2 separate regions of the Pan troglodytes genome follow, and region 2 is linked to region 1. Evidence: chromatin contacts called from public Hi-C data. All regions are on one chromosome and are shown on one strand. Each heading gives the region's core, a stretch centred on a gene start, on an enhancer-like site or on the middle of the called end of the contact. The rest is flanking DNA. Distances are from core to core; before and after follow the strand shown. Region 1 holds the start of GAS2L3 (growth arrest specific 2 like 3). Region 2 holds the start of ANO4 (anoctamin 4).

The links. Hi-C and Micro-C count contacts between places; a contact is called where the count stands out from the background.
Region 2: a Hi-C map of stem cell-derived neural progenitor cells shows a contact between it and region 1, with 2.4 times the contacts expected there. The contact joins the promoter of ANO4 here to the promoter of GAS2L3 in region 1. A contact is called at or near these places in 2 of 7 Hi-C or Micro-C datasets (induced pluripotent stem cells and stem cell-derived neural progenitor cells) and 1 of 1 datasets of contacts at active chromatin or transcription factors (stem cell-derived excitatory neurons).

Annotation. Positions count from the first base shown.
Region 1 is chr10:107,397,277-107,401,049 of NHGRI_mPanTro3-v2.0_pri, reverse strand. GAS2L3 (growth arrest specific 2 like 3) reads right to left here and starts at 1,740. Exons shown (of 9, transcript XM_003313885.7): 1 at 1,594-1,740.
Region 2 is chr10:107,540,955-107,544,727 of NHGRI_mPanTro3-v2.0_pri, reverse strand. ANO4 (anoctamin 4) reads right to left here and starts at 1,990. Exons shown (of 28, transcript XM_063787015.1): 1 at 1,686-1,990. The coding sequence starts at 1,800.

The DNA.
Region 1 (3,773 bases), core at 491-2,990:
AATAGTAATCCACGTGTTTATGATGTGTCAGATACTGTTTTAAATGCTTTACATGTATAATTTAATCAATAAACAATAATTATCCCTATCTCTGGTATTGCCTTCACCTTCTACCTCTCCCCATCCTTTGGGGACAGCTCAAAACTTTTTGTCTAAGTTAAACAGCAGAGAAATAATAATAGCTATGTATCAGGCACTGTGCTAAATTAGTTACGTGGAATTTCATTTAATCTTTACAACAATCCTCTCAATAAAGTAGGAACTATTATTAACCTTCTTTCACAGACTAGGAAATTTAGGCTTAGAAGGATTAAATAATGTGTCTAAAGTCAGATATCCAATGAAGTCTGATTTCAGAGCCCCCCTGCTTAGCAACTGTCACGCTAAAAAAAAAAAAATTACTACTTCTAATTCAATGTCAGATAGCAAACACCTACTGTTCAATGACAGTTGGTTTCTAATGAGATTTTGAAACAGATGAGTCAGACAACAGGTATCGGCATCTACACCAGATCACTAGAGTTTCCACTTCTGTCATTTGAAACAGTTCCAATTTGTTCCCAAAGGGAATCTGAGGTGGTGAGAATTTCAATTTCTAATCATTTAAGTGCCAAGACAGGTGATCAGATAGCAATTCACAAAGCGGTTCTGTTGTTCTTGTTGTTTTTGTTTGTTTGTTTTTTGCTCTCCACACAAGCGAAGCAAAACCCAGGCTCTGACCTTAAATCATCTCTTTGCAACCACTGGGGATCAGCTATTTCACCATGCCATGCCACAAAGCACTCAAATTTACAACATTCAATCCCTCGGTGTGAAAAGATTAGGAAAGGAACCACGGGTGACTGCATAGAGGAGCATGCCCTCCAAAACTTTCCTCTGACTTCCAAGGCACTCTACAAGCCTTCCCTTTCTTTTGCCAGCCTCTCCCCGGGCAGTCCTCCAAACTGAGGATTGTGGGCGGAAGGCATTGCGCAGGGTCTCCAGCTCTATTCCCCAGTTCCGCACATGTGGGCGTTCTAGACCCTGCATGGACTGGGAGAAAAAACAGGGAAGAGCCTATAAACCTTGCTAGAGGGCAAGAATAACTGTCTGTCTCTTTCTCTTTGCAGGGCCAGAGACTTCATCAATTCTTTCCGAGGATGATGAACAGAAAAAAACAGACCCTCTAAGTGCCAGGCGCTTAGGGATGAGGGTGCCCCTGAAGACCCCACAGTACCTTCGGGCTCTGATACCGCTCTGGATTTAAAGCAGGGCGAGTAGCGGCTGGATCCCTCCTCCCCAGCTGAGCTCGCCCACACCAGCAGCCCCAACCGCCCCGCACACCTGTCGCCCCTCTCTCCGCACTTGGGTGGACAGGTGAAGGCAGGCGCAACGTCACCTTGACGGCCCCAGGAGCCAATCAGAGCACGCGACTGCCGCAGCCAGGCAAACGCAGAGCGTCCTGGCTCCCGCAGTCGGGGGACCCAACAAACCTCAGCTTCGGGGCCTCAGAGAGCTGGGGGCTCCTGGAGCCCTCAGGCTGAGGCGCGGAGGCCCCGAGACAGCGAGTAAAAGTTCGCCAGGAAAAGAGAAGACAAACAGGGAAGTACTCACCAGGCGCAGGAGGGTCACTTCTCCCAGCGGGGCGACAACTCGGCTCAATCTGTGCGGGGCCAACACGCCCCTAACCAACAGCCGCCGCCGCCGCCGCCTGGGCCTCAGGGTCAGTAGCCGCTCGCCGCCGCCTGTTTCGAAGGGACCAATCATAAGGCGGGGGCGTGGTCTGAGGCCCCGCCCCCGGGCTGCCGGGAAGCACGCGACCCGTGGGCGCTCGCCTGTCAGCGCGTCCAGCGCTGCGCCTCCGGGCGTCTCGGAGCTTCGGTGGCCAAGTCCCTCTGTTCACTGAAAGGCGAAGTGGTTCAGTCAGAGCAGGTCCTCCAATCTGGCCTTTCAGCGACAGCCAGTTCGAAAGCCACAGCCCGTCCTGTTGTTCCCACAGGCCTGAGAGGTGAATGAACCTCGCCTGTAATAATTGCTTCTGAGCGTCCTGAAATGTTGCGGTGCAGCTGAAGGCGCTTCCCTGAGTTTTATCCTGGTCTGTTAAGAGCCGCTCCCAACCCCACATCCACTCGGGAGCTGGCTGACCTGAGGGCGCCACGGTTTCCAGAGACACAGCCTGGAACCCAGCAGGAATGAGGGTCCTCAGCAGAAATCTTTCAGAGAGAGGCCCCTCTTCTCAGGTGTGGAGGGATGAGGAGGAATACTGTAGTCCCAAGTCACAAAATGAGGATGTTGACTCTTCAGCAAACACCGGAGCCTGAAAACAAAACAAAACAAAACAAAAAAACAATGAACTTCAACGTAAAGGATGCTTACTAGCTCCCAGGGTTGAAATAAAGCCGAGACTAGACATCAGTGTAACAATCCCAAGTCGGTTATATCTGTAAATGTGGCTTGTTTCATAGCAATAAATAAATAAATAAATAAATTTTTTAAAAAATCACTGGCTTTGTCCCCGAGGCCTGTGTTGCAGCCCAGGCCCTTCTTTTTTTTTTTTTTTTTTTTTTTTTTTTTTTGAGACAGGGTCTTGCCCTGTCACCCAGGCTGGAGTGCGGTGGCACGATCTCGGCTCACTGCAGCCTTGATCTCACGGACTCAAGAGATCCTCCCACCTCAGCCTCCAGAGTAGCCAGGATTACAGGCCTGTGCCACCACACCGGGCTAATTTTTGTGTTTTTTGTAGAAATGGGTTTTTGCCATGTTGCCCAGGCTGGTCTTGAACTCCTGGGCTCCAGTGATCCTCCCACCTCGGCCTCCCAAAGTGCTGGGATTACAGGCGTTAGCCACCTCACCCGGCCCTATTCAGTCTTTTAGCCTTCCTCAAATCATGTCTCCTCTCTGGGCCTCAGGTCTCCATCTGTGAATGGTGGGCACTGAACTGGAATGACATCTCTCTCTAGCATTCATTCCTTCCTTTACTCAACAAAAACAATGAGATGTACTGTTGCTTGCTAAAGAAACTGAAATGAAAACAGCCTTAGGCTTCAAAGTGCTCAGCAGCATGGTAAAGGCCAAATGGAAGTCTGTGGAGGTCCATGAAAGAAGGAACCCCTAAGAGTCTTGAAGGGTGATGGCAGAGGTTTGAAAGGAGCTGAATTTTTAAAGATGAATTAAGACTCTGCCAGGAGGGAGGGATAACTGGGAATAAGAATTAATTTCCAGGCAGAGAGAGCAACAAAGACAAGGTTCCAGAGATGTGAGAGTACATGAAATGTTCTGAGAATACTCATTTTGAATGACTGAAGTCTGCAGATTGGGAGGCAGATCAGATGGGAGAAGTAGGCACAAATGAAAGGCCTGGTAGATGCTGAGGAATTTAGTTTCTTTCCCACAGGCAATTGGGATGATTATAAGGAAGGGCTGGTAGGAACAGATTTGTGTTTTAGGGGAAAAACAATATTTTCACAGATGTTTGAAGATGGTAGTAAGACAGGTGGCAATCCCTTAAATTAAAAGATGACGGTTACCTAAATTATCTCAGAAGGGATGGTGAGGAAGAGGTATCTGGTGATACCTAAGAAGCTGACTCATCTGGACTTAGTTATTATGTGATCGATGATGGTACCAATCTAAAGAATACAAGGAAAACAGGCTGTGGGGGAAAATAATGCATTTTGGTTTGGAGTGTGTTCAGTTTGAAGTGTGAGAGGAGTGTGCAAGTGGAGATGTTCAGAAGATAAAGTTAGACCTGAAGCTGTTTAAATTGGTCTGTGTAGGAGATATAGATTTAAGAA
Region 2 (3,773 bases), core at 741-3,240, 140 kb before region 1:
GCAGGAGGAGAATGTGTCAAGCAGAAATTCTAATTGATATTTTTATTGAAATATGCTTCAGTTCTCTTTAAGGGTCTAATGAGAAACCTGTGTAATTCTTAATCACCAAAAACAAAGATCTGCCACCTTTTTCCTTTAATTACTGAAATATACTTCTTTTCAAAATGATTTCACTTTTTCTGACTTCATTTTCTCCACCTGGGTGCTCAATTAAGCTTTTAAAGCTTCTAGAAACGTACAGAACTGATCATTATGTAAACCTATTACTGACAGTATCCATGGGGCAGCATACAAAATCTAAATGATGTAAAAAAACAGAAGTTAGATCCCTCTGATAGGAAAAGGTGTAAAAATAGATGTTTTGCCAATGAATATGCCTAAAATGCCATCAGCATATTGAATTATCCCCAGATGGTAACCCAGGAACCACAATGTTGAGTGTTAAATGTGCATGCAGGTAAGAACAACTTAAATCCCAGCAAAAATGTTCTGAGCACGGGGGAAGGGGGTTGGAGGAAAGAAAAAATAGGCCACCAGACTGAAATTTGTAATCTGCTCACAATTTGTTACTGGTTCCCAGGCATCAATTGCAAACCCTCTGAGCCACCTAAATGATCATTTTAAACAATTTAAATCCAGAGAAAGAGACTGACCCTGTTAACCTTGGTAAAATGAGCAGGGGACATCACTGGCCTAGAGAATGAAGATTCCACACCAAAGAATAGCAATTTCGGTCCCACCCATCCCAGGCTTTGAGATGTCCCTGCAGAACATTCCCCATCAATTGCTCACAGCTTTCCCCTTTAAAATGCCAAATCTAGATCTTATCGCAACAACTGACTGCAAGCAAGAGGAAGGGAGGGAGGTCTACTTGAGTTTCTGCTTCCTATAACCAAGTCTCAGCAGTATTTCTGATAAAGGGCTAAAGAGAATTGCTTTATCCACACAAGCAAGAACGTTGATAAGAAGCCTTGCTGGCTTCCCCAGCGCGCTAGGATTTCTAGCTGAGCCTGAAACCTTCACACAGTGATTTTGTTTTCCTTCAGAACCATGCAATACCACACATGTATATATGTATATGTCTATTCATATATATTTATTTAACAAAACAATGGGCAGGGGAACGATGAATGCCTTCCTTTTTCATAAACTTTTATTTCCAAACTGATTTCTTTGTTTGCATTAAAAACATGTTACAGTGCATATTATTTTAACTCCACAGCATCTGTCAGAGAGATGTTCTCATCTCTCTGATTTACAGACGGAGAAATGCAGAGGCTGAAAAGTTTAAATAACTTGCCCAAGGTCAGTCAGGGACAAGATAAGCGCTGGCTGAACGCACATCTCCCAACTCCAAGCCTCACCCCGCTAGAGGAGGACTTAACACCCGCGTCCCTTCCCCTGAGTGGTCGGAAGCGAGGGGAATGTTTGTGGAGTCCCGAAGCTCCCAGATCCTCCCAAATTTTGAAGCGTTTTTCCCGCAGACACCCGGTTCCCGGGTTACCCGCGGCCCGAAACCCCGCGGAACATCGGCCCCTCAGGAGCGGCGCGCACGGCCGCCGTCTCCCTCCCTTCCAGACCCCTCCGCAGAGGCGAACCCCGAAGTTTCCCCGGGTGTTTCGACGGCTCCCTGGGCCCCTCCCTTCCGCCCCGCCGCCCCAGGAACCCGCGACGGCCCCAGTTACCGTATGCGGTGAGGGAGGCCATCCTGGCCCGCGTCCTGCCCAGACTGGCCAGGGCGTCGGCTAGAGCGGCCCCCTGCGCGCTGCGCCCCTGGACGGCCCGGCCCGGCGAGTGCATGCGCTTGGCTCCAGCGGCGCCCGGGCGCTCCGCGGCTGAGCACGCCCAGTCAGCGCGCCGCGCTCGCCCCTAGAGCTGCCGGCGCGCAGGGGCCCCCGGCCGGGCTGCGCTGCGAGAGCGGCGGGAGAGAGGGCGTAGACCGGCAGCCGCGCTCCGGGTCCCAGCGGGGATTGAACCAGCCGCGGAGGACGCGCGGCCGGGAGAGGGGAGGGGCGAAGCTGGAGGTGGGAGGTGCCCGGCAGAGGCGCGCCGCGGATTTGGCCCAGCGCCGTCGGCGTCGGGCGGGATCCCCGGTGGGTTCACGCCAAAAGGGGTGGCAGGGATGTCGTGGCAAGGGTCGGGGAGTCCCAGGCGCGCCACAGCCTCTCGTGACGGTCTCCTTTCCTAGGGAAGTTCCACTGGAGAGCGCGCCGGGGGACACATGGGGTGGGTCTGGCCGCCCGTGACTCTGGGCGCGATTCCCAGCCCAGGGGACAGTCTGGAGAAGGCTTTGCCTGTGAGACCAAAGCACAGGGGAGAGTAGCAACCTTCTCCTGCGCACTTCTATTAGTGAAGTCGGTGACTACTAAGTACCGAACTCTGACCCCAACAGTTCAGACGTGTCCCAGTACATCATCTTATCATCTCTATTTGTGCTTCTGTCTTACCACGAGGCGCTCACCGGTGTCCTATTCCTGCCCAGCATCTGATGAGGGCGCGAGTTCACACAAGGTTGAGTGATGGAATGTCCGAGCTGGTCTCAGCCCGCCTTCCCTATTGTGCTGGGTCTCCGTCTAGAATCAGCTGGCTGAGGAGAGGGAAAGGAGTGGGAGAGCGAGAACGAGACCCAATAAGTCGGTGGCACCCATTGCGGGATGAAGCAGGGGAAAGAGGAAGGCCGCCCAACGCCTCCTCGGGTCAGGTGCAACCCCGACCCCGTCCCTTGCCGCGAGGCTTTGCCATTCCCAAGTGTAAAGTTGAGACCACACCAAAAGGAAGGCCCAGAGGCCTCCTGGCTCGGGGTCGAAGGTCGTGATCACCAGGCCTTGTAAAACGCCCGCGCGGGAGGAATTGGGGGGCGATGGTGTCAAGGCATTAACTGCATTTGGGGTTGCGCCTACTCGGGTGGAGGCACCGAGGGCAAATAAATCTGGCGGAGACAAAACCTGGCGTTTGTCTGGGAAGCTTCCCGCGCTCTCCAGCTCTCCAGCCCTCAGAGTTGGGCGCTTCCAACCTCCGCGTCCGCCTGCCTCCCCACTCTTCGGTGAGGGCAGCCAGGCGGCGGCGGGTGACCGGTGGACGAGGCTCTAGGATGTAGTGTCGGGGCCCACACTTACCCATGTGAGCGCAAGGCTGAGACTGCGGCCGACCGGAGGAGCCAGCCCCTAAGGAGGGCCAGGTCTGCCCAGGATAGTGGGAGCGTGGGATCTGGTCCTTTATTGGCCCTCGGTCAGCCAGCCAGCAGCCGGGTGACCCATGGTTAAGACACCGTCTCTAAGGTTCCATTTCCCCATCTGTAAAATGGAGCTAAGCATTGCAGCTGTGCTCACCTCGCAGGGCGGTTGCAGGGATCTGGTGGGACAGGGACACTATCAGAACTGAGGCTCTGTCTTGGTGGCTGCTCCCTGCCTTGACCTTGCCCCTTGAGGGCCCCACTGGCCTCTCCCGCAGGTTTTTTCAGCCTCACACTCTACCCAACCCCAGGCTGAAATTGCAACCGCCCACCCTTGAGCCTAAAGTGACTGGGAAACCTGCTCTCAGCTCCTGCTCTCAGCTCCTGCTCTCACCTAGCCTGGGGGCCGATGCAGGCCAGGCTTGCCTTCCCCAAGCGCTCCAAGCCTCCCCCAGACCTGGGCAGCGCCTCTGTTCTCCCTTCACCATCCCCACACCTCAGCAGCCCTGTCTGGGCACTCGTCTTAAAGTCTGTTCCACCTCTTGTGCCCCTTCCTAAGCCTGGAGATGCTTCCCCAGTCTCCTCTATGCCCGCGCTGGGC